7 separate regions of the Mus musculus genome follow, and all the other regions are linked to region 1. A link is a contact called in public HiChIP or PLAC-seq and promoter capture Hi-C data. All regions are on one chromosome and are shown on one strand. The core of a region is the stretch at or near the end of the contact, and the rest is flanking DNA. Distances in the headings are between cores, read along the strand shown. Region 1 holds the start of Atic (5-aminoimidazole-4-carboxamide ribonucleotide formyltransferase/IMP cyclohydrolase). Region 2 holds the start of Xrcc5 (X-ray repair complementing defective repair in Chinese hamster cells 5). Region 3 holds the start of Tmem169 (transmembrane protein 169). Region 4 holds the start of Mreg (melanoregulin). Region 5 overlaps Mreg (melanoregulin). Region 6 has its middle 18 kb from the start of Gm4319. Region 7 overlaps Gm4319 (predicted gene 4319).

Region 1 (3,330 bases), core at 598-3,097:
TACCAGAAGCCCTAGTTAATTCAGTTTAATACCTTGGTTTTTGTTTGTTTGTTTGTTTGTTTGTTTTTAACTGGTGTTTTCTTACTGCCCCAGGGTATGTGTCTGCACTTTCTTCCCAAGTTGAGCTCCTGGGCAGGTAAGGAGGTCATAGCTTTCCTTCTTTATGTCCGGGAGAAAGGGCTAAATATTTGCCTATGTATTATTTTTTCAATGTGGAAAATGTCTAGTGTCTAAGCGCTGTTTATTTCCTTTTATTGTTTATTGCTTTCTCTGCTTTCTAGTTCCTGTAGAAATCTAATGTGGTTGGCCAGGGAAGTCCCCTGGAAGTCCAGGAGCACCAGGCTCACACATGTAAACAAACCTTCACGCAGGCAAAACACCCATATACTTAAAATAAAATTTTAAAGATAAGATAAAGAGAAATATTTCTTGGAAACACCTTTGCCCACTGAGCCACTCACTTGTTCTTCCTGAATTTTGACTATTTCATACCCTCTTATAGTAGCTAACTAAAGGCTGATTACAATCTTATATGCGTGGAACTAATTATTCTAATATCTGTCACCTTTTGTTGTTTGTTTAACATTTTTGAGACAAGGTCTTGCTGTTTCTTTGGCAGGTATGGGACTTAAAGTGTGGACCAAACTAGCTCCAAACTTGCAATGATCTTTCTGAACCTTGTTCACCTCTGTACATTGAAAGTTGTGAACACATCCTGAAGACACTCTCATGATCCTAATATATCTTCCTTAGAAACATGAGAGGTGTTCAGAGCAAGGAGTTAACACGTTCTGAGGTCAGAAAAATGAGATAGATATTTGATCAATAGATATTTGGAGAAGGAAAAAGAGATTGGACTATTAGAGAGGAAAGACAAGAAGCAGACTAGCATCCAAATAATAGGAAAATGGACTTTGCACAGATTGGGAGACTAGACTGGAAATAAAAAGCTAAGCTTTCTATAGAATTGTACAATTTTAGGCTCCTTTATAGAATTTTTAAGTTCTTTTTTGGAATTGTATTAAAGAACATTACAAAAGAAAACATAATCAAAAAATTAATTCTAAACATTAATGTTAAAAATAGGGCTGTTAGCCGGGCAGTGGTGGCACATGCCTTTAATCCCAGCACTTGGGAGGCAGAGGCAGGCTGATTTCTGAGTTCGAAGCCAGCCTGGTTACAGAGTGAGTTCCAGGACAGCCAGGAATACATAGAGAAACCCTGTCTCGGAAAAAAAAAAAAAATAGGGCTGTGTATACAGCAAGATATGTTTATTTTGTGCCAAAGGTGTCACTTTTATTAAAAAGAAGCAGATGAGCTCAATTTTGCTATTCCTATTTTTAATAACTTAAGTCTTGAAACCTTTACTCCTGCCACCTGGGCTTGAAGGAAAAGAGCATTTTACACATGGTGATCTTGATGTAAATTCCAGGCCATTTTATAATGTGGTATGAAAAACTTCAAATGACGGTCATTTTACTTCTTTGGGGCTCTCAACTGTGGAGGCAATGACTTCATGCGTAGGTCTCCCAGACCTGTAAAAGGGAGACCATAGCAGAAGGCTTCTCTAATCCTTTCTGACATCGTCAGACAGGGTCTGTTTAGTCCTCTCGCTAGTTTCCCCCAATCAGTGCTCCAGCCGCCGCGGCCCCACCTCCCGGGACCTCAGCAGCAGCACCCCAGATGCGCGCGAACCGCGAGTCCCCACGCCCAGATCTGGGTTCGGAAAGAGGAAGCCCGCGGCTACAGATCCCAGGCTCCGGAGTTAGCAGCCGCCCCGCCCAGCGGCGCCTTCCACCCTAGGCTGCAGCTCACTGGAGGAGGGGCGGGACCTCGGGGTCACGTGGGGTCGACACGCCCTGCCCACTGCTTCCTGAACCGCGGGGTCCGGCCTGCCTGCCTACGCACGTGGCCTGTCCGTCCCTTGACTCCGCGACCCAACGCAGCATGGCTCCGTCTCAGCTTGGTGAGGCCCTCGCGATGCATCATAGGGGTCCTGCCTGCACCATCCCCGCCACCCACTCATGCCGCTGGCCGAGCTGGGGAGGCCCCGGGCCCGGCCTGCAGGCTGGGTGTCCCCAGTGCTGGGCCCTGGGCCTGCAGTTGCATGAGTCCCCTTCCCAGGAGTCCTCCCCGGGAGATCTCGGTGCCAGAAGCCGCGAGTAATGAGAACTGCCTTCTCTTTCAGCCCTGTTCAGTGTGTCTGACAAAACTGGCCTCGTGGAATTTGCCAGAAGTCTCGCGTCTCTTGGTTTGAGTCTGGTCGCTTCCGGAGGCACGGCAAAAGCGATCAGGGATGCTGGCCTGGCAGTCAGGTAAGGCAGTAGGTAGCGTTAAAGGGAGAAAAACGTTGTGACCATATTCACCAGAAAGCCATGCAAAAAACTGACAAAACACAGGGAGAAGTTAGGTTAGAACTAGGGAGCCTTGAGTTTTAGAGTCCTAGCACCCAGCCACTGTTTGCAAACAAATTAACTTCGGAGGGCCATGTGTTATGCAGAATAAACACGAATGTTCAGGTTCCATGGCCTGGCTTTGACTGGTTGCACAGTTAGACTGTAACATCTTTGAAGATCTGTATCTCCCTCTTCATAGCCTCACCCATCAGAAAGTACCAGTGGCTCGATCACACTCATCTCCTGACTAACAGTGGGAAGGGTTTGACAAGAGATGTCAGGAGATGACCCTGAAGGTCTGGAAGGTAGAAAAGGAAAAAGACCTTAGTTCCCTGGCTGTTTTCATTGCCATTATAACTCTTGGTTTGTGGAGAATCCCTATAGAGGTAAATTATTCACCTCTTCATAACTCTTGTTTGTGTAAGCAGTACATAACCCCTGTACATTTGACAGCTTCAGACAGCAAGAATGCCTTTACTTAGTAAATGTCTTCAGTGGATTCTCTTGTGACTTATGGGAGTCCGGAGCATCAGGGACAGCAGACAAGTAGGCTCCTGTGAGGTGCAGTTGAGTTACTGTGGAGCTGGTATGGGTAGGCCATTGTTGCTGTGGCATTTACGATGAAGTACGAGGAGTTCTTGCATTGTCTATCGCCTAGTTTAAATGTTTCTCAGATGGTCATTCATATTTCCACGCCACTGCCCAGTATTTGCTTGCCCCGTTACGCCTTCTCGTATTCTTTTGGTGGTATGGAAGACTGACCCCAATGTCCAGTCCACTCCTGAGCTGTATCCCTAGTTCATTTTTTATGCTTTGCTTCAGAAACTTTTAAAACTTAGAGCCAGGGTCTCTGTAGGTTGCCCAGGCTGGCCTTGAACTTGTGATCCTCCTGCCTCTTCCTCCTTGAGTGAGTTGGAGTATGGATATCTTTTAG
Region 2 (3,330 bases), core at 582-3,081, 750 kb after region 1:
GTAGATGCAAACAAGGACAGCTACTAGAACCTCTTTTTATTTTTCCTAGGAAACAGACTTGTATTGGAAGTGTGTGTGTGTGTGTGTGTGTGTGTGTGTGTCTGTAGAAACGAGGGAGTAAAAGAAACAGAAGGGATGGAGGGAGGGAGAGAGAAGGAGGAGGGGAGAGAGGGGGAAAAAGAGAAGAGGGAGAGAGGAAGAGAAAAGAGAGACTCTATCCGAGATGGAACTATGACACAGCTTGCAAACATTCTCTGTGGTAAAGCCCTAGTAACTCTAAAGATGAACCATAGTAAAACTATAACTAGAAATAACGTTTCAGTTTCAAAAAATTCTCTAGTCTGAATAAAAGCATGGAAGAGTCCTCTGGGTGCGAAGTGTCTGTCTAGACACCACTGTGTTTATTTTAAAATTTTTATTTGTTTATTTTCTGTGTATGAGTGTTTTGCCCGTATGTAGGTTTGTGTATCACATGGGTGCCTGGTGTCCTCAGAACCCAGAAGAGGGTATGGGATCCTCTGGAACAGGAGTTACTGATGGCCGTGAGCTGTAATATGTGAACTGAACCCCAGTCCTGTTCAAGAGCAGCGAATGTATTTAACTGTTGAGCCATCTCTCGAACCCTATCAGCTTCGATTTTTAAACCTTCATTCCCTGAAGGCTTCTTCAAAAATTCTCCAAATCATATCAATTTTAGTGCCTGTTTTCTTGGGACCATTTTCAACAAAAGAGAATCTGATTGAACGTTTCCCACATTGAACAGAGGTTTGCAGACATTTTCCAGGTCTCTGGACCTTTTGTCCAACCACCTGCAGCTTGTGAGTCATTTTTGTATAGAAAACAGGCAGTTTCTGTGCAAGGGTTATCAGAAGGGAAGAACTGCAGGGCAATTTCCTTGCAAATGAGTGGTGAACACTCACGGGAATTGACAGCCTCCATCTCTAGAAAAGGGCATCTTTCCCAGCCACAGACACGCCAGGGTAGTAGGAAATTCTTCCCAGAGGCTAAGGTGTTTTAACCACTTTGTCTGTAGAGTTGAATGCCTTTCCTACTTTTTCTTCCTTTTTAAAGATTTATTTATTTATTTAATATATGTGAGTACACTGTAGCTGTCTTCAGACACACCAGAAGAGGGCATCAGATCCCATTACAGATGGTTGTGAGCCATCTTTTTCTTTTAACTCGGTGAACTCTCACTCTTCTCTTTGGACGTTGATCTAAGGTCATCGTGTTCATGGTTTTTTTTTTTTTAGTATCATATTTAGAAGGCCTTTAGAGGAGTTAAGTGACTTCGTGGATTCATCTTACACAGGGGACTTTTAACTCCAGAGTGCCAATACAAATTGCTAGCGAAAGGGATTATTATCAATTGAGTAATAGCAATTATTATTTTTTTTTTAGTTTTAAAAATCATGTATGCACGCGGCTGCATGTGGGTATGTGCATTGAGTGGAGGCCAGAAGAGGGCGTCAGATCCGCGGAAGGCTGATGTAGGTGCTGGGCTTTGAAATACCCTTGCGAAAACAGTACACATTCCTAACCTGGGACCCTTTCCCTTTAACCCCCTATTTACTTTTTTACTATTAAACTTGTTATTTTAAATTTATTTATTTACTTATTGTGATGTGTGGGACACGTGGAGATCAGAGGGCAACTTGTGGAATTGGTTCTTTTTCTCCACAATATGGGTGCCTGGAGCTTGAATGGGCTCGTCAGGCTTGATGACAAATGTCTTAGACGGCAGAGCCATTTCTCCAGCCCAGTACTGACTGGCTTTTAGCGGCTCAGAGAACAAAGCCTTGCCTAAGGAGGCAGGGAGAGAATTCTGCGCATGCTCAGAGCCCATGGCTTCCCCGCCTTGCACGCGGGACGTCTGGATCTGTGGGTTGCCCGGAACTGAGTTGCGACACTCTAGGTTTCCGCCCGGAAAAAGTAATCAAATCACCTGAGGACCAGCATGGCGTGGTCCGGTAATAAGGTACCGAGAGCAGGGCCTTTTGCCTTTCCTAAGCCGGGGATCTCTAGAGGGTGGAAGCTGTGGGAATCGCAGCTGAGTCAGCACTGAAGGATGGATGCTCAAAACGAAAGACTTGGGGTTCGGAGTTCTGCATTTGAGTCTTGTGCACCTTCACGCTTCCGAAATCCTCCCTCCTGCTTCTCCAGCCTCTCACCCTTCCCTCCTCCCTCGTTGCTTCAGTTTACTTTCTATCCACGCCACCTGCTAACACAGACGTCCTTTATTGCTTCCGAACCTGGGTTCTAAAAATCTTTGTAAGTTATCGAGGATAGATCCCCTACATGCCAGGCTCGTAAAACTTCAGAGGGGTTTTGTGATTCTGTGAATGAAATAACTCAAGGTGTAATATTACGTAATATTATGACCTTCATAATAATTTAAAAATCTCGAATTTATTGAAAGCTTACTGTGTGAGGCACAACTAAGCCCTTTATTCCTATTTAATTAAATCTTCACACCAAACCGTGAGACGACCATTATTACCCTTAGCTTGTCAGTAGGAGAACCAAGCAAGACATGAAGAACTGAAGTGATTAGAACGTGGTCACCCTTTCCATGAGTGGTAACATGTGAATGGGAATTCATTCGGAGCTCTGAAAGAAAAGCAAAACAGAATGCTCAATTTCTAAGAATCTATGATCTTAGAATCCTAGATTAATAATGGAAATTACTGTAAACTTTAGAGAGGTTGTTTTTGATCACTAGAGAGAGATGCAATGGCAAGGATCCATTCATTCGTTTAATACAAACAAGATAGGGGTTCAATAACGGAGCTCTGTTTTCCTCCACCCCCATTTGGGAATTTGATGAAATTATGAACCCATAATGATGTTGCTCGCTTCCTTTGTTCCTCTGCCTTCAGTTGCTGAGAACTTTGTAGCTCCCGTGAAGGACTTACTGTGGCAGATGTACTTGATAAAATTCTAGCAGGTTGTATTGCTTCAGTGTGGTAATGAAGAGCTGCAGTACCCTCCCAGTTTGTCTTCCCTGGTTTTCTTACTGCTTCCAAAGACTTTAAATTATCATAAACCATTCTTCCAGACCAGAATTTACACTGTCAAACTCTTTGATGCCTTACTCTGAATCTCTAATTCTTGACAAAAGACTCCCAGTCTTTTAGTGTTTGCTACTTTAAAAGTAGATTTGTGGCCGCCTATTAAAGGAACACAGCCAGCATATTTTGTGATGCCTACATTTAAAAAAAAAAAAGATTTTTATGCTGAAGGAATCACTGTGGGATGTAATTTGAATTCCTCTCAAAGGTATTCTGTAGTTTATTAATGTTCATCCCAAGATAGGTTGTTGTTGTTTCT
Region 3 (3,330 bases), core at 386-2,885, 730 kb after region 1:
TTACTCAAAAAGAGGTTCAACAACTAGCAATCCACAGAAGAGGAACCAAGGTTCTGCAAATTTGCTGACAGAGGCCAAGATCCTGACCTTTGTACTAAACAGGTACTGGTTGATTTTTTTTTTTTTTTAATAATTCCTCCTCCCAGGGGAAGTTTCCTGGTGGAAGACAGGCTGGAAGTAATGGTAAAGTGCAAACTGCAATACTGTCTTGTTTTTTTTTTTTGCAGTGTACTGCTGATAAGATAAAGTCAATCATTTCTCCATGTATTTATTTCTTGTGTTAGTTCAGCATGGAATGTCAAGGCCAAATCATTTCTCATTTGTTCCACTTGATGTCAGATTTTTAAAAATCTACTTGTCAGGGCTGGAGAGACGGCTCAGCAGATAAGAGATCTGTCTGCTCTTCCAGAGGTCCTGAGTTCAATTTCCAGCAACCATATGGTAGCTCACAACCATCTGTAATGGGATCTGATACTGTCTTCTGGTGTGTCTGAAGACAGCTACAGTGTACTCATATACATAAAATAAAATTTTAAAAATCTTTAAAAAAAATCTACTTGTCAAAGCTCTTTGCACAATACAAGCGTCGTGTTGGAAATACTTTTCAAATATGCCTTTATAAACTTTGCACTCTTCCTTCTTACCCACATCTTCGAGGCAGGGTTTCTTTGTGAAACCTCGACTGACTTGGACCTCGATCTGTAGACCAGGCTAGCCTGAAACTCACAGAGATCCACCTGTCTCTGCCTCTTGAGTGCTGGAATTAAAGTCATATGTCACCACCACCTGGGAACAGTTTGCTTTGGGTTAAGAGTAAACCCAAAACCCGGACATGGTGGCGCACGCCTTTAATCCCAGCACTCGGGAGGCAGAGGCAGGCGGATTTCTGAGTTCGAGGCCAGCTGGTCTACAAAGTGAATTCCAGGACAGCCTGGGCTAATAAAAAGAAACCCTGTCTAGAAAAAAACAAAAAAAACAAAACAAAATAACAAAAAAAAGTAAACCCAAAGAAGATGCACATTCTCACATATTTAAATATTAAATGTAACTATTTTCTTCTTGATGGCTTCCTTGTGCGTGTGTTTACGTGATCATTCTAAGTTTAATAACTTTTCCTTTTTCTTGCTTTTAGCACAGGGGACGTGAGAAGAAAATCTGATCAGGGCCTCTCAACATTTCTCGGCTATTCGGAATAAAACCTCTGTTATTTCGTTTTCCCTCATTGCTCAGCTCTGCAGACCGGAGCTTTGCAACCTCTTCCCGGTCCGCCAGCACTCCCCTCTGTCTCTGAACCCAGTTTACCCGAGCTGGACCTCTGCGGACACTAGCCCAGCCCCAGAGGCCTGCTCACGTACCCAGGTGCAGGAGCTCCCGGGAGACGGCTTTTCCAATGCCTGTGCCCCCGCCGGTGACCACGGCCACTTGGTTCTTCAGCAACCCGGCCGCTAGGTAGCTCTGACCAGTCTTCCAAGAGCCCATGGCCACAAAGTGTCTGTCTCTGAGTTCTTGCTAAAGCTAGACCACGTGTTCCTCAGAAGTAGCTCTATTAGTAGCAGTCCTTGGCCACGTAACCAAACAGACCCCGCCCCTAAGTCCGCGTGGTCCCGCCTCAGGCCCCGCCCAGGCCCCGCCTTCGCGGCGCGCTAGGCCTCCTCCCAGAGCTGGACCGCTCCTGGCGGCCGCCCGCAGCCGTCTGCATCCTCAGCTTCCCTCCTGGGTCCCAGTGAAGGTGTGGGTGAGACTCCTCGTTCGATTTTTTTCATATTTATTTTTAAATGTCGGTGACATTGGGGGGAAACGACAGAGGAATGAAAAGAGAGTGAGAAAGAACGAAATGGGAAGGATATTTTCTGTTCTGAAAATCCAATCCTTGGGGCCATAGCTCCCACCGTTAATTAAAATTACATCTCCAGAGCATCTGTGTAGAGAAAGGCTGCAGGTCTGGGCCCTCGCAGTACCGATCTGCAACAGACATCTGGCTGTCTGGGCTTCAGCAGCTGTGTGCAGAGGGCTAGGAAGTGGGGAAAGGCTTAGGTTAGCTGAAGGGAAGCCATCCAGGTCCCAGATCCCTTCTTCTTCAGGGAGGGAGTCGAAAGGGAGGAGGGGGTGGGGCAGGAGAGGGCACACAGTTGCAGTTATCCACAGAGCCTAAATAATGAATGATTAAACAAAATGATTTTAGGCCACCCTCACCTCATTCTCAGTGCCCCACCCAGAAATGAAAAAAAAAAGCACCCTTCCATAGATTTGAGACCTGGTCCGTTTCATCTGGGTTATATAGCAGCAGATAAAGATGAATCGTTGCATGGTTCTTGTAAGATTCATTTCTAGGTTTATGGTTTTGGAACCTGCCTTTTAGCTCCTACCTTCAGCAAGGAACTTATCAGCTCCCAGTTGGTTCCAAGGAACAATTTATTGTTCACATTCTGTTTGTTTTGAATTAATTATTATTATTAATTTTTTTTTGAGACAAGGTCTCTCTCTCTATAGCCCTGGCTGTCCTGGAACTCACTATGTAGATCAGGTTGGCCTGGAACTTAAGAGATTCCCCCTGCCTCTGCCTACTGAATGCTGGGATTAAAGGCATGGGATACCATGCCCTGCCCTTCTGTTTGTTCATTTAAAAATTAACATTACATATGTGTGTGTGTGTGTGTGTGTGTGTGTGTGTGTGTGTGTGAGAAGACGAATTGCAGGAGTCAGTTCTCTTCTTGTACCGTATGGGTGCCACCAGGGATTGAACCCCATCATCAAGCGCAGCAGCAGCAGCCTTGCCCTCTTAGCTCTTTTCTGTTTATCTCTTTCCTTATGTCGGACTATGCTAGGTCATTGGTCTTAATCCAGGACAACAGTCTTTCTAACTTTGCCGGGGGTGCTCTGTTTTCCCTTTTCCAGTCAACAAATGCCATTTGTGTCTGTTTGGGGAGGTGGCGGTTGGAGCCACTACTTAAAAAATTCACAGAGAGAAGTGAAGTTAGACACTGGGTCTCTCGCACCAGCCAGACTGCAGTTCTGAGAGCACCTCTAGGCCCTCCACCTCCCTGGCCTTCTCTGACCTCTTTTTAGAAGCACTTCCCTCTCCAGCTTAGCTGCTGATGGATTCCAACCAGCACGCAGAAAGGAAGAGCTAAAGCTCTCTGGCTGTTTTTGTCTGGGAAGTCCATCAAGAGCTCTGGTAGCCGTCTGTTTATGTCAGTTATGTGATCATGAACACATTAAAAAATGGCACCACTGTAACCTCTTTTTAAAAATAATTCTTTTGTGTGTGTGTGTGTGTGTGTGTGTGTGTGTGTGGTGTATTTGTGTGTGTATGTGTGTTCCTGTTGAAGC
Region 4 (3,330 bases), core at 581-3,080, 660 kb after region 1:
AACCTAGAGTCTAAAGTCCTGAGATAAAAATCTACACGGTTAGCTTTTGCTGTTTAAATTAAAGATAGGTAATTTAGATTTCTCCAAGCCCAAAGTAATCTCAAAATCTAAGTGAGAGGGCTATTAGCAAAAACAACCAAACATAGTATGGTAGCCGGGAGGGGTGGTGAACGCCTTTAATCAGATCACCCAGGAGGCAAACGGATCTCTGAGTTAGAGGTCAGCCAGGTCTACATAGTAAGACAGAGTGTGTGTGTGTGTGTGTGTGTGTATTTGTGTGTGTGTGTGTGTGTGTGTGTGTGTGTGTGTGTGTGTGTGGTGCCTTGGGTATCTAGATATATTTCATGAAACACCTCACCAGATAACAAGATGATAATTCCAAGTCCTGACTCGCAAAAGGGAGATGAAAAGGGGCCACAAGGCCACTTTAGGAAAGGGTAGAAGGCAAAAGGTCACCATTGGCCAGGAGCTTGGAGGGACTAAGAGTAGATTGTTCCTACAGGGGCAAGTACATCCTGCTTAATGCGCTGGAAAATAAGAGCAGACAGGCAGGATGGGTTATGTAACTCTGCAAAGTCAGGGGAAGTGTCTGGACTTGACAGAGTAGGGCAAGGTAAAGCCATGCTTTGCTGCTTCTGCCAGAGTTGTGCAAGCAGGATTGGATTCGTTGCGTGTCCCTTAAGGAAGGGGTCCTGGCTTCTGCGCTTGTTCACCAAGCCTAGAATTCCACCCTACATCCTGTGCCCTAATTTCAATTCTGTTCCCTGGGGCACGACTTGGTGGGACCTCATTCGATAAGGTTAACCTGGCATGGTGGAACTTAATTTCAGCAAACTCACGATAGGGAGGAAGAAAAAAACAAAAAACAAAAAACCAACATTTTAAGGAAAAATAAAAATCACAGTCCTATCTCTTCTCTCTCTAGGAGCCGGCAACCACGCTTGGGTATGTCTTATTTCTGAGTGCCTTTTTCTTCTACCCCTCGTGCTTATACGTATATTAAAGTATCGCTTTAGGGGAAAAAAAAAAAAAGTCAAGCAAAGCTGTGCACAGGGTTCCTTCACAAAGCCTCTTAGCACATTAGCTAATGAGCATTAAATGTCCCCACATTTCAGTTTAAACCCCCGAACAGTCAATTGGCTGTCACTGGTACAGCACGCATAGTTTTATCACGAGAAAGATTTCCTCAGTCACTGAAATCGACTTCTTTCGGTCATGACATTGGAAGAGATAGCCAAACTTTTTTTTTTCATCTCAGTGCCAAGGAAACCCACGCTCGTCCGTCTCATCCGATGAGACCCCCTCTGGAAACTTCTCTTCCCGGCCCTTTCCCCTGCAGCAGTCAGTGGCGTTTCCCAGGGGCATCCGCTGCCTCCGAGGAGCCACACAAAATCTGAACCAAGGATCCGGAGCTTAAATCGTCTTGTGCGAGACCGGGGCCGAGGGGGGCCGGGTGGCACCGCGGTGTGACCTCACAGCACCCCTTCCCCGGTTCAGACGACACCCGGGTCCCCACCCCGCGAGGCGGCCCGATACGCACCTGACCAGCGGCTCCTTCTCGGGCCGCGCGGGCTCCTCCAGGCACCGGCACGGGCAGCAGCAGCAGGCGCTCCGTAGCCAGCGGCGCAGCCCCATGGGGAGCGAGGCCCGGCGCCGGGATCCCGGAGCCGGGCGCGCGATGGCGGCGGGGACGCGGGGACGGGGACAGGGACGGCCGCGGCGTCACGGGCCGGGCCGTGCGCATCACGCCGCGGCCGGCCGTGGGGACGCGAGCTGCGCGTTTGCCGCGGGAGCTTTTCCCTCTCTCTTTTAATTCCCCGGGTGCCGCCCGAGCGCATGCGTCCTGCGACGCCCACGGCTGCCCTCTAGGGAGCGAGCGCGCTCCAGGCGCCCCGCAGAACCCCGGAGGTGACCGCTGAGCAGCAGGGGTCTGCTGCGCGTGGCCGAACCCAACTGTCCTTTTAATTGGCTTCTCTGCAAAGGAAATGGTCTCCCACAATACACGCTTTGTAAAAGTTTTTTTATTTTTTCAAACTTCCAGCCCTTGAACACTCTTAGGGGAAAAAAAAAAAGCAACCGCTTGTGAGTTCTACAACTGTTATATTACAAGAGATTTATTTTTGTAAATTACAATGTGAGTGCTGGGAACAGAATCCTGTCTTGTGTAGCGCCATCTACCTCACCAGCCCCCAGAAATCCCACTTTTGTTTTTTTATGTCCAAGCAGCAGATTACCGCACCAAATGTTTGTGGTTTTGTTTTGTTTGGGGTTTTGTTTGTTTGTTTGTTTTTATCTTTTGAAATTAAAACATTGCATTGCCCCACCCACCCTCACCATTCCCTTTCTCCCTCCAACCCTTCCCATGCACACATTTTTGTGCCTGGCTCTTTTCACTGATGTCATGCAGACTGTATGTGTATCTTTCTGTCTTCCTAACGCAGACCTAATCTTACCGATGCCAGTGTTATTTAACCAGACCGTGAACATAATGGTGAACATGTTAACCAATCCCAGCCTTTTGTACTGAGGGCTGCAGTGCACATCCTTGAACTGCTGCACTTGGGAGCTTCTACACCAACTGAATAAAGATGTGGCAGTCGACTTGCTGTGTCATAAGATGCCCCTTTAATTTTTTTTTTAAAAAAGATTTATTTTATACATATGTGAGAACACTGTAGCTGTGTTCAGACACACCAGAAAAGGGCATTGGATCCCATAACAGATGGTTGTGAGCCACCATGTGGTTGCTGGGAATTGAAATGAGGACCTCTGGAAAAGCAGTCATTGCTCTTAACCACTGAGCCATCTTTCCAGTCCACCCCTTTAATTTTAATGAATCCTGCCAAATTGCTTTCCAGTGTGCAATTCAAATTTAGACTCTGGCATACAAACCCTATACTCAATATAAAATACAAGGTGTGATCGCCCAGGGAGTGTCACTATCAGAAAGTGTGGCCCTGTTGGAGTAGGTGTGTCACTGTGGATGTGGGCTTTAAGACCCTCATCCTAGCTGTCTGGAAGCCAGTATTCTGCTAGCAGCCTTCAGATGAAGATGTAGAACTCTCAGCTCCTCCTGCACCATGCCTGCCTGGATAATAAACTGACCCTCTGAACCTGTAAGCCAGCCCCAATTAAATGTTGTCCTTAGAAGAGTTGCCTTGGTCATGGTGTCTGTTCACATCAGTAAAACCCTAAAGCAGAAGGTGTTTTGCTTCTTTGTCTTGCCTTTGCCAGTCTGATTTACTTGAGAAGTATTTAAGCTATGTGTGAGGCATGTTTTAGGATGGGGATACAGCAGTAAACAAGACCAGCAAAAAGTGAACATTCTGG
Region 5 (3,330 bases), core at 620-3,119, 620 kb after region 1:
TCAGAGTTCCCTCCAGACCTCCCTGGACTGGCCAGTGTCAAGGTCACCTGAGCAGAAGGGGCACTGCCTTTCAGTACCCTCAAAGCTTGTTCTCTCTGTCCATTAGACATGCTGTGAGGCGGGAAAGACAGGATTATATTTCACTGTTCCTAGACAGCTGGTCCACTCATTGCCATCTGCCTCGTCCCAAAGGGGACAGGCTCAAATGACAGGACAGAGAAACCCAGTGCATTAAAGGATAAGTATCAGCCTAGACGAACCTTTGAGGAGGGGGTTGACAAGGAATTCAGTCCAAGAGGGGCCAGTGTCTAGGGCCCTGGCACTTAGGCCTACGGGGGCTCTGGGACTTGTCTCCCTAACATGTGGCTTTATGGCTTCAGCCATTGTATGTCACTACCATGGGGCACTCTGTCTAAGAAAGGTCTAGTTGCTGGTAACCAGAACTGATAGAGATGAGCCTTTTCAGCTGACTGGGTCAGACTCTGATGAAGGTCTCACTAGCCTCAGCAGATGCTGTTACCTCAGCAGACGCTGTTAGGAACAGAAGCGGCTTCTGCTGTTGGAACTGCACCGTGAGCCATGAGCCCAAGGGGACAAGCCTTCCAGCTCTGCTTGCTGCCAGGTGGTCAGTTTCATGGCCAGCTGTGGACGTTGTGTAGCTAAGCACTACCCTTTCGTAAGCTGTGTTACAGTTAACACCTCTCCATAGGGTCATATGCATGCCTACAGCTGTTTTCTAGGGACTTGGGAGTGGCTCAAAATGGTTGATACTGCTGACCTGTCGAAGTCACAGGACCAAAGCACATCCAAATGTCAGTGTTTTCTGAATGAGAAGAGACATGAAGTTTGATTACACATATACAGACCACCAATTATTTTTTCAATTTTCCTTACTTGCAGTCACCTTCTCACACCCAGAGCACCCAGCTCTGTTAGCCATAAACACCCTAAACCATATCCCAGAAGAGGAATGGCTGAGGCCTGCTCTCCTGACCCCACACACTTGGCTCCCTCATGAGTAAACTCTTCCTATTCTGAAAAATCCATCATTTCAACAAGCGCACGTCTTTAATTCCAGCACTTAAGAGGCAGAGGCGGGCAGATCTCTGAGTTCGAGTGAGGCCGGCCTGGTTTTACAGAGCGAATTACAGGACAACCAGGACTACATGACAAACAAAATAGAAAAAGAGAGGGGGTTGGAGCTCATCTTTTTAATCCAGGCACGGTGGTGAAGACCTATAATCCCGGCATGGAAAAGGAAGAGACAGAGTGATTGCTTTTGTGTAAGATCAGCCTGGTCTACACAGTGAGTTCCAGGCACTGAGACTAATTGTAAGAATCTATCTAAGAAACAAACAAAACGCTCATTTGTTTCAATGTCTGACATCCTATGTGGTGGGCAAAAATGGGCCTGGATCTGTAACACTTGGGTCCTCCCTACTGATCTTCTAGAACTATCTGCTTGAGAGAGATGGTCAAGCCGCGTGGTCAAGCCGGTATTTGCCACTGAGCCTAATGGTCTGAGTCCATTCTCTAGAATGTACATAGAAGTAGAACTCCTGAGAAATGTCCTCTGGTCTCCATGCACCATGGCATGTGTGTGTACATGTGTACACACACACACACACACACACACACACACTCCAATCAGCTAGTCAATATATTTATAAATAGTTATTAATAATTTATAAATAAAAACCCATCTACCTGCCAAGGGAAACGGTGTAATATAATAGATCTGTTTCCTCCAGGTTGGAAATCACCACCACTACCTGGCAGCTGAGCACCTACAATATCCCACAGGACATCAAGCCTGTGAACATTCCTCCTGGAGGGCGGGGACAGGCTCAGGAGCCTCACGGGACTCACTCAGAAGGCTCCCTTAGATTCCAACTGTGACCAGGTCAGAAGAAGACAATGGACTCGGGTGTGGTTTCCTAGTGGTGAGTCGCCCATCTCCCGTAATTAACCCCAATAAACTCATCGGTCCTGGACTTGGACAGAATCCCTACACTGGTCGCTCTTTATCTGGGGTGAATAAACAAACATTTATTTACCATCTCCCCAGGAAAAGTCACACAACATCAGATTTTACAGGCATTCATGACGCCATTAGCCCTAGGTTGCTGCTGTACCAGCAGGCTCTGAGGTCCACCTAAAATGATGCCAACCTTTCGAAGATGAATAAAGGAAAACTTTGGGGGCAGACTGTATACATGCCAACCAGACCCGAATACCACCCTGGGGTTCCTGCCTTGGAGCACCTTGGAATGGCACATCTGCCCTGGGTGCCACCTCGGCTCCACTGTTCATCTGCCTCAGTCCAGAAGCGGGGTGTTGACCTCGAAAGGTCAAAGGCAAATGCAGAGCAGTGCTTTTCCCACCCCCTTGTTTATTTCTGCTCTGTTATCTCTCTCCCTTAGAGTTCTGCAAACAGACTGCACTAGAGTCCAAGGACTCTGACCTAATTCCTTATCTGCTTTTAATCAGATGAAGCCAAAAGGTAGCTCTTAGCTCTTACCACTGCCCAAGTATTCTGTCAAAGCCCTGGGAAGGGACTGCTAGTCAGTACAGGGCTAGCTCCTTGTGTCTGGGGGTGGGGGTGGGGGAATGGGATGGGAGGGCGGCTGCGTCTCGGGCCTCATCAGGGGTTACAACCCAGAATGTGATGTCACCGATGCTGCCAGAGGAAGCAGTGTTTTCTGTGAGTCACAAGTATGCCTAACTACCTCAGAGTTCTGGGGCTCCAGCTGCTGAAGGAAAGATGACAATCTACTGCTGTCACCAAAGGCAAAAGATAATAAGACAAGGTCCTGCTCACAGGGAGACTTAGTATTTCTAGCAAGGCAGAAATGGCCACGTCACACTTCATACACCTAGAATGTGTCATGATATAGACCACCTCAAAGACCTCAGCCAAATTTAAATGTGTGGGCGGACTGTGGGCAGCTACTTATATTTTACGAGGTGCCACAATTCGGGGTAATGTGAAGTATACTGGAGGATATATTTAAATTGTGTACTTCATGTTGTCAGATGTCAGCATCTGAAGATGCTCATGTCCCTTGTATAAAATGGTGTGCTGTTTGCATATGGTCTTGGGTATTTAGGGTTTACTCTTAACTAAGTCTGAATGAAGAAGGATGTGTCGATATAGGCCTCAAGGAAAAACAGCCACTTACGCAGTGACAGTCCAGGTTTCACCCGGGAGCTCTCTGCTATAACACCTGCTGATCATTACCTGCTGGCACAGACAGGTGCGGTCTACTTATCAACCCAACTGCAAGCCGGTTAATCCTGGAGACACAGCCCCCTCTAGTTCTGTAGACC
Region 6 (3,330 bases), core at 531-3,030, 580 kb after region 1:
ATCTAACAAGACTCCAACACCAGACATGAGACTCTCCTTTTCAAGTTGCTGGTCAAGGGCATCCAAGAGATTCCCAAAACATAGCGGGCTATTGCCGTTGCCCTTGGCTGGTTCCCAGAGGTGGAAGGTGACACTGGGCCCAGAGGCCCCTGAGCTGGAACTGACCTGAATGCTCCCCCCAGCCCCCACCCCCCACCCTCCAGGACTAGCTTTTATGATACCAGGAGGTGCCATTCAAGCTTCCAAAGGATGGAAGCAACCAGTAGTCCTCCCCAGCCATGAAGCCCGTGAACCACAACAATGCCCAGCAAGGCACGATAGCCCTAAGGGTACAGTGGTGGCTCGAATAAATTGATAGTAACTAACAGCTCTCTAATTGGACTTCAAGCCGGCTCAACAAGAGGGAAGCCAGGTCTGCTACTGGGAACCAAGCCAACTACCCAGATTAGTGAAACCATGGATCTTGGAGGAGAACCTGCAACCACCTCTTTATTAAACCTCTTTTACTAGCACAGTCTCTAACTACATTCTAAACAGGTGTCCTTACACCCATGAGTAAATGCATCCTCACTCCTCCTCCACGGAACTTCTTGAAACAGATGGAGACTGTTAGAGGAAACCACAGCTCATCAAGAGATCATGTCGTGTCCAGTCCCATCAGATTCAACTACAGCACAACCCCTCCGCCTTAGCCTCCGGGATCGCCATGGAAGAGAAAGGAAAGATTGTCAAAGCCAGAGCAAACAGGAAGTTTGCTGTGAGATTGTGTCTCTCAGAAATGTCAGAGAAACTAGACCCATGGGGTCTCATAGTCATGGCTGCCTAAGCAAGACTTGAACAAGGATGAGGGCAATAGGCCTGCTAACCAGGAAGGAGGAAGTCTCACGAGGCTCCAACCTGTAAGCAATTAAGGAATAATGAGAGTGTGAGAAGTAACCTACCTAGGGAAGAGCTCTGTGACTGGTTATACAAAACCAAGTGGCCAGCCTTGAAATGGTGGGTGTGTGTGTGTATACAATTATATATATATGTGTGTGTGTGTGTATATATATATATATATATATTAACATTATAATAAAAACATTATACAAACTTAGCACTTTATATTTACATAGTTAGAAATATATACATACAAAATATACATATATAACAATAATTTTTTAAAATTTTTTAAGATTTATTTTATCTATTTTATGTATATGAGCACACTGTAGCTGTACGGATGGTTGTGAGCCTTCCTGTGGTTGTTTGGAATTGAATTTAGGACCTCTGCTCACTCTGGTCAACTCTGATTGCTCAGTCCCTGCCTGCTCTAGCCCAAAGATTTATTTACTATAAATAAGTACACTGTGACTGTCTTCAGACACACCAGAAGAGGGCGTCAGATCTCATTACAGGTGGTTGTGAGCCACCATGTGGTTGCTGGGATTTGAACTCAGGACCTTCGGAAGAGCAATCAGTTCTCTTACCCGCTGAGCCATCTTGCCAGCCCAACCATAATTTTTTAAATAAGCTGTAAATTTGAGAGAGAACAAAAGTACATATGGGTGTTGAGAGGAAATATGTGATTATGTTATAACCTCAAAATAAAATCATATATTAAAAATAAATTTTAAAGAAGGATTACAATAGAAGTAGAAAATGGAAGAAAGGTGGAAAGGGGCGAGAAGAAAAAAGAAGGGAAGGAGAGAAAAGAAAGGGAAATTAACTGTTCTGGTAGTGTTAAGGACAAAGGCGGACTTGCCAGACAACAGAATGGGTCAACAGCGACACCTAGTGCTCAATCAGAATCCTGCACTGCTCTTCCGCGTGCAAGGAGGATCCGTTGTTTATTGTAAAATGCAAATCAGCTTCATTTGTCAACTGCCTGAGATTCCCATGCGTGTTCACTTAAGCCCTTATGCTGTTGTTTCTACAGATGTTCGCAGATAAAGGCACAGATTGCTCCGGAGAGACCTGGAATCACACAACCTCGGTGCAAGAGGGGGTGGTGTAGGGGTGGGGGGGTGAGAACCCCCTCAGCCCCTCTTCCTAAGGGCTACACTGAGTGCCTAAGGGTCCCTGGAGGAGAGAGGTTCTCTGTGGGTTTGTAGGTTTGTTTGTTTGCTAACGATGTTTTTTACATGGTAAAATTTAGATGGTGTCCATTTTAAAAAAAAAAAAAATTCTGGATTTGCTTTCAATCTTTTCCCACTACTCTTAACTCTCTGGTGAATAGTGAATTCTGCAGGGAACTACTTAAACTGAAAACTATCTAACTACCTATTAAAGCTATAAATGGAGTGTGTGCCAATGATTTTTAGAGCAGAGATGTCTTCGACTACTTGTGGTACTTGGAATTCAACCTAGAGCCTAGTATATGCTAGACACTCTTGTACTGAGGTATCTACCCCTAGTCTTTTCCAATGATTTGGGGAGGGGAGGAGTGAAATATTATTTGCAATGATAATGTTCAAATAGATAACATTAATAAGGTGTAACTGTGCTATTGAAGGAACTCTAGCATAGAACACTAGGCACCCAGTTACTAGGCCTTCCAAGCCACACACACACACACACACACACATGCACACACACACACACACACACACACACTCACTCACACACACACACACACACACACACACACACGCACCCAAACACCTTTTCCTCATTTCTGCTCATCTCCCCTTCTATCTATCGCTCATCTTCCTCCCCTTACTCTCCTCGGGTCACACCCAGCCCACCTCCCTGTTTTCTGAACCTCTGGGGTTTCTAGGACCTCCGGGGGTAAACATTTTAAATTTGGATCTGACTTCTTTCGGTGACAATCAAGAGAAGGGCACTGGACAAGGGATACACAGCACTGCAGTAAAGACATAGCTTAGTTAACCCAAAAGGCTACACACGGCAGACAGAGCAGCAGTGGTTTTCCATGAGAAGACAATCTTCTCGTGGACAGGCACAAAGGTGCTGCCCTGGAATACCCGCCTATTTGCTGAAAGAACCACCTCTCAGTGAGTATTCATTGGATCCTTTAAGAAATGTCCTCGGGGCCAGAGAGAGGATCCAGTTGTAAACGTGCTCACTTCCATCGAGCCTTAGCACAATCCCCAGGACCCACATGGCAGAAGAACAAGATTCTCATAGGTTGTCCTCTGACCTCCACGTGCATGTTGTGACATGTAGAGACACACACACAGACCAAATAAGCAAGGGTTTTTGTTTTGTTTTTGATGTTTGTTTGTTTACGACAAGGTCTCTCTACATAACCCTCATTGTCCTAGAACTCACTATGTAGACCAGGCTGGCCTCAAACTCACAGAGATCCTCTTGCCCCTGCCTCTCATG
Region 7 (3,330 bases), core at 228-2,727, 560 kb after region 1:
GGTTGGCACCTCTGGAGGGATTCCAGGTTCTTGTGTCCTGGAACAAACATCGGCCGAAGGCTTGTGGAAAGTAGCAGGAGGAGAGACCATGTAATAAGAAACAACCTACTTCCAGAGACCATGTAATAAGAAACAACCTACTTCCAATGAAGAGGGTAGGGCTGGGAGAACTTTGAGAATCTCCATCAGTGATACTATGCAAAGGATGAAGCCTTTATGCCACATCCCCAGGGTTATCTTGCTCATTTGCATAGTGTAGAGTTTCACGAGTGTTCTTGGCCCAGCAGGATAGTGTCTGTTTTCATATTATAATAAGGCACACATCATCTTCAGACATATAGCGCGTACTTCCACCAATGGCACCAGCCCGTTCCAGTCAGCCTCCTGAAGGGTGGGAGTTGTGAGCTAGCCAGCCTTTGCCAGAGATTTTTTTGTCCTCTGTGTTTTTCTCATAAGCATTTTGCAGTGTTTTATACGCGGTCCTCAGGTCCTCTCCATCTGCCCTACTCTCTGGCACCAATAATAATTCAAATGACTTGTCTACAGGCATGAAAATTAATCTTTTCCTCTGCAAATATAATTGATTTCTAACCTCCACCACCACACCCACTATGGAACAAGCCAATTTTGTATCCATTTGTAAAATTATTACAGAATTATCTGATGGTTGTTTGAATTTCTCCTTTGAGGCCATTGTAATGTCGCAAGGTTCCCTCATTAATTAATGACTTAAATAAAAACCACTAACTGGTTCAATTTATATCAGAGACTTGTGATTATGTTGTGTTTTTTAAGGTTTTTTTTTTAATTCTTTTAGTTTCTTATTTCTTTTATGTGTGTGAGTGTTTGGCCTTGCATGTCTAAATGTGCACCATGTACATGCCTGGGGCCCTCAGAGGCCTTCCAGGCCCTCCAACTGGAAGTGGAGTCACAGGTGAATGCCATATTGGGTGCTAGGAACCAAAACGATGTCCTCTGCAAGAGCAGCCAGTGCTTGTAATCACCGAACCATCTCCCTCTCCCCTTTAAAGTTAATCTTTAACGTTAAAAATCCAGACCACCGTACCAATACCTTTCCATCCTTCATTGAGGAATCCACGGAGTCTATCTCAGCATCTCCCTTCTAGCCTCTATCCTGTTCTCTCCCCATCTCCCACTCATTATCCATTTACACTTAACTGTGGCTTCCCTGGCAATCAGTTCCTTCTAGAGGGAGGAAAGCATTGCTCCCTCTAGAAGTCATGAGAAAAATAAGGCTCTCTGTCGCTCTATGGACATTCAACAGATTGAAACACCAATGTGCTGCGTTAATTCCAAAAGCAAAGAACCCCCCTTGAGAACCAGACAAAAGGGTGATCTAGAGGAATAGTGCAGAATACTTGCTGGTCAATCCTGAGAACCAGAGTTTGAATACAGGCACCCATGCAACAAGCTGGGAGTCCTGCAAATACCAATAATTCCAGGGATAACTGAAGGGAGGGCAGAGACAAAAGGATCACTGGAGCTCGAGGGCTTCTCATCTAGCTGAGAAAATGCAAGCCCTAGGTTGGAAGAGACCCTGTGTCAAAGGAATGGGCCGATGGTGATCGAGGAGGTCACTTGATGTCCTCTTCTGGGTCCATGCATACACAGGAACAAGCATTCACACATATGCACATACAGACACACAGACATCTAAATAAATGCCACATAAAACTTTTGTTGTTTTTGTTTTCCGAGACAGAGTTTTCTCTATGTAGCCCTGACTGTCCTGGACCTCACTCTGAAGACCAGGCTGACCTTGAGTTCACAAACATCCGACTGTCTCTGCCTCCCACGTGCTGGGATTAAAAGTGTGCCCCACCACCACACAGCTGATTTTTCAGTCTTTTTCATTTTTATGTTTTATATGGGTGTTTTGTCTGTGTACCACTTCTATGCCTGATGCCCTCTGTGGTCAGAAGAGGGTGTCAGGCATCCTAGAACTGGAGTTACAGATGACTGTGAATCTCCACTGGGTGGTGGGTCAAACCCCAAGTCCTCTGCAAGAACAACAAAAGCTTTAACCACTAAGCCAACTCTCCAGTCACTATTTAGGGTGTTTTGTTTTGTTTGATGTTGTTGTTGTATGGTTTTGTTTGCTTGCTTGTTTTGAGAGGGTGTTTTTGTTTTTTGGTTTTTGCTTTTTGGTTTTTGCTTTTGTTTTTTGCTTTTGTTTTTTGTTTTTTAAGAAAGAAAGTGGAAAGACTAGGAAGCAAAACTTCTCTGCCACTGTGCATTGTTTTTCTTGTTTTACTAAAACTATACGTTATCAGTTTGCCTTTTCATTAATGTGGTGATTTTAATTGACCTACTCTAGGCTTTGTCCCCATCTCTTTCTTGGCTTAAAGCAAGTTGTGTTTACATTGCTCTATTTGCTAGGAGTCCATTCTCATCAAAGAGCTCACACCCTTGAAGGGACCACCCCCAACCCTCACCAGTGAATAGCTACAATTAATTCAGTGTGACTATGCAACACTTTAATTTTAATAATAATAATAATAATAATAATAATAATAATAATAATAACCTGTCCATCTTCAAGGCTGCTGACAAGAAGGAGCTCCAGCTAGTTAGCCCTACTAAGGACCCCACAGAGCACTCAAATCTCTAAGCCTGGACCTCTTTGTCACGTAATTTGAACAACTTTCCTCAGTCCGGTATCTATCTGCGTACAAAATAGTAGCTCTCAGATCTCTCAAACAGCTGGCTAGCAAGTTCCTAGACAACCTCGTGCTTAGTCTGGCCTTCCCGTTGACAACTCAAATATAGAGTTAAGAGTGCATCTCCATGAGTATTTAATTGGTTGGGACGCCCTGTGCTCCGGCTCAATGTGTGGGGGCTGTTCAACCCCGGGTGGGGAGGGACATCTTCCAAAAGTGAAGTAGGCAATTTCTCTCCCCACCTTCAAGAGTTTGTCAGTTTTCTGAGTAATTTTTAAAGCGCATGCTGGACCTCCCGCCATTTCCAAACGCACAGGCTTCACTTAGGCTTTTAAACTTTCTATTTCATTACAGTACAAACAGCCCTACAAGGCGGCCTCCTGCTTCTCCCCTCAGGCTACCCGGAATTATTCATACTCAAGGTCTACAGAGGAACAGCCCTGGGAAGGAAAAACAGGCTAAGAAGTGAAAGCAAATTAGTAATCCAAACCGCCCTCTCCCTGCCTGTCACTGGAAGGCCTTTGGTGTCTCCTTCCACAGTCAAGGGGTTTTCTGAGCCCGAGATTAAAGGATACATTTTCAGAGCTCAGAGAACAGACATCGCGAGGAAAGTATATCCGCGCAAGGCAACTGGGACAAACGGAGCATG

What was found. Promoter capture Hi-C pulls out the DNA fragments that hold promoters and counts their contacts. HiChIP or PLAC-seq counts read pairs in DNA pulled down with a chosen protein or histone mark.
Region 2: a promoter capture Hi-C map of pre-B cells shows a contact between it and region 1, with 5 times the contacts expected there. The contact joins the promoter of Xrcc5 here to the promoter of Atic in region 1. A contact is called at or near these places in 4 of 39 promoter capture datasets (the 3T3-L1 cell line, hematopoietic stem and progenitor cells, liver and 1 more), 1 of 484 Hi-C or Micro-C datasets (CD4 T cells) and 2 of 115 datasets of contacts at active chromatin or transcription factors (large pre-B cells and memory CD8 T cells).
Region 3: a promoter capture Hi-C map of hematopoietic stem and progenitor cells shows a contact between it and region 1. The contact joins the promoter of Tmem169 here to the promoter of Atic in region 1. A contact is called at or near these places in 3 of 39 promoter capture datasets (hematopoietic stem and progenitor cells, neutrophils and pre-B cells), 1 of 115 datasets of contacts at active chromatin or transcription factors (large pre-B cells) and 2 of 9 other capture datasets (macrophages and pancreatic islet).
Region 4: a contact with region 1 is called in a promoter capture Hi-C map of pre-B cells, with 7 times the contacts expected there. The contact joins the promoter of Mreg here to the promoter of Atic in region 1. A contact is called at or near these places in 8 of 39 promoter capture datasets (the 3T3-L1 cell line, 3T3-L1-derived adipocytes, the C10 cell line and 4 more), 1 of 15 datasets of contacts at CTCF or cohesin (the NIH/3T3 cell line), 6 of 484 Hi-C or Micro-C datasets (B cells, CD4 T cells, the G1E-ER4 cell line and 2 more), 17 of 115 datasets of contacts at active chromatin or transcription factors (the 230-238 cell line, the NIH/3T3 cell line, astrocytes and 10 more) and 2 of 9 other capture datasets (adipose tissue and liver).
Region 5: a contact with region 1 is called in an H3K27ac HiChIP or PLAC-seq map of extraembryonic endoderm stem cells, with 13 times the contacts expected there. The contact joins the enhancer-like site here to the promoter of Atic in region 1. A contact is called at or near these places in 12 of 39 promoter capture datasets (the 3T3-L1 cell line, cranial neural crest, embryonic stem cells and 7 more), 1 of 484 Hi-C or Micro-C datasets (bone marrow-derived macrophages), 21 of 115 datasets of contacts at active chromatin or transcription factors (the 230-238 cell line, acute myeloid leukemia, astrocytes and 15 more) and 3 of 9 other capture datasets (embryonic stem cells, liver and pancreatic islet).
Region 6: an H3K27ac HiChIP or PLAC-seq map of embryonic stem cells shows a contact between it and region 1, with 14 times the contacts expected there. The contact joins the enhancer-like site here to the promoter of Atic in region 1. A contact is called at or near these places in 11 of 39 promoter capture datasets (the 3T3-L1 cell line, the C10 cell line, cranial neural crest and 6 more), 3 of 15 datasets of contacts at CTCF or cohesin (the NIH/3T3 cell line, large pre-B cells and stem cell-derived epiblast-like cells), 6 of 484 Hi-C or Micro-C datasets (adipose-derived mesenchymal stem cells, bone marrow-derived macrophages, embryonic stem cells and 3 more), 28 of 115 datasets of contacts at active chromatin or transcription factors (the NIH/3T3 cell line, acute myeloid leukemia, astrocytes and 16 more) and 1 of 9 other capture datasets (adipose tissue).
Region 7: an H3K27ac HiChIP or PLAC-seq map of trophoblast stem cells shows a contact between it and region 1, with 18 times the contacts expected there. The contact joins the enhancer-like site here to the promoter of Atic in region 1. A contact is called at or near these places in 18 of 39 promoter capture datasets (the 3T3-L1 cell line, 3T3-L1-derived adipocytes, the C10 cell line and 12 more), 3 of 15 datasets of contacts at CTCF or cohesin (the NIH/3T3 cell line, large pre-B cells and pro-B cells), 8 of 484 Hi-C or Micro-C datasets (the N1E-115 cell line, bone marrow-derived macrophages, embryonic stem cells and 4 more), 36 of 115 datasets of contacts at active chromatin or transcription factors (the 230-238 cell line, the NIH/3T3 cell line, acute myeloid leukemia and 22 more) and 3 of 9 other capture datasets (adipose tissue, liver and pancreatic islet).

What each region holds. Positions count from the first base shown.
Region 1 is chr1:71,555,309-71,558,638 of GRCm38.p6, forward strand. It overlaps Atic (5-aminoimidazole-4-carboxamide ribonucleotide formyltransferase/IMP cyclohydrolase), which reads left to right and starts at 1,848. Exons shown (of 16, transcript NM_026195.3): 1 at 1,848-1,966; 2 at 2,189-2,315. The coding sequence starts at 1,948.
Region 2 is chr1:72,305,590-72,308,919 of GRCm38.p6, forward strand. It overlaps Xrcc5 (X-ray repair complementing defective repair in Chinese hamster cells 5), which reads left to right and starts at 1,832. Exons shown (of 21, transcript NM_009533.2): 1 at 1,832-1,978. The coding sequence starts at 1,958.
Region 3 is chr1:72,282,738-72,286,067 of GRCm38.p6, forward strand. It overlaps Tmem169 (transmembrane protein 169), which reads left to right and starts at 1,636. Exons shown (of 3, transcript NM_175564.4): 1 at 1,636-1,729. Pecr (peroxisomal trans-2-enoyl-CoA reductase) reads right to left here and starts at 1,584. Exons shown (of 8, transcript NM_023523.6): 1 at 1,356-1,584. The coding sequence starts at 1,479. It overlaps Gm51631 (a long non-coding RNA gene), which reads right to left. Exons shown (of 3, transcript XR_003947863.1): 3 at 1,761-2,011.
Region 4 is chr1:72,210,477-72,213,806 of GRCm38.p6, forward strand. It overlaps Mreg (melanoregulin), which reads right to left and starts at 1,831. Exons shown (of 5, transcript NM_001005423.2): 1 at 1,541-1,831. The coding sequence starts at 1,635.
Region 5 is chr1:72,171,117-72,174,446 of GRCm38.p6, forward strand. All of the region lies in intron 2 of Mreg (melanoregulin), which reads right to left. Among named protein-coding and RNA genes, the nearest start is that of Mreg, 40 kb to the right of the region's middle. Within about 2 kb of position 1,870, at least 45 of the 459 cell types and tissues checked have an H3K27ac peak or open chromatin away from gene starts, as enhancers often do. A contact at or near this core is called in embryonic stem cells, extraembryonic endoderm stem cells, hepatocytes and 3 more, where this site is marked.
Region 6 is chr1:72,140,286-72,143,615 of GRCm38.p6, forward strand. No RefSeq gene overlaps it. Among named protein-coding and RNA genes, the nearest start is that of Gm4319, 18 kb to the left of the region's middle. Within about 2 kb of position 1,781, at least 32 of the 459 cell types and tissues checked have an H3K27ac peak or open chromatin away from gene starts, as enhancers often do.
Region 7 is chr1:72,118,689-72,122,018 of GRCm38.p6, forward strand. The region is part of intron 1 of Gm4319 (predicted gene 4319); the gene reads right to left. Among named protein-coding and RNA genes, the nearest start is that of Gm4319, 3.4 kb to the right of the region's middle. Within about 2 kb of position 1,478, at least 7 of the 459 cell types and tissues checked have an H3K27ac peak or open chromatin away from gene starts, as enhancers often do. A contact at or near this core is called in trophoblast stem cells, where this site is marked.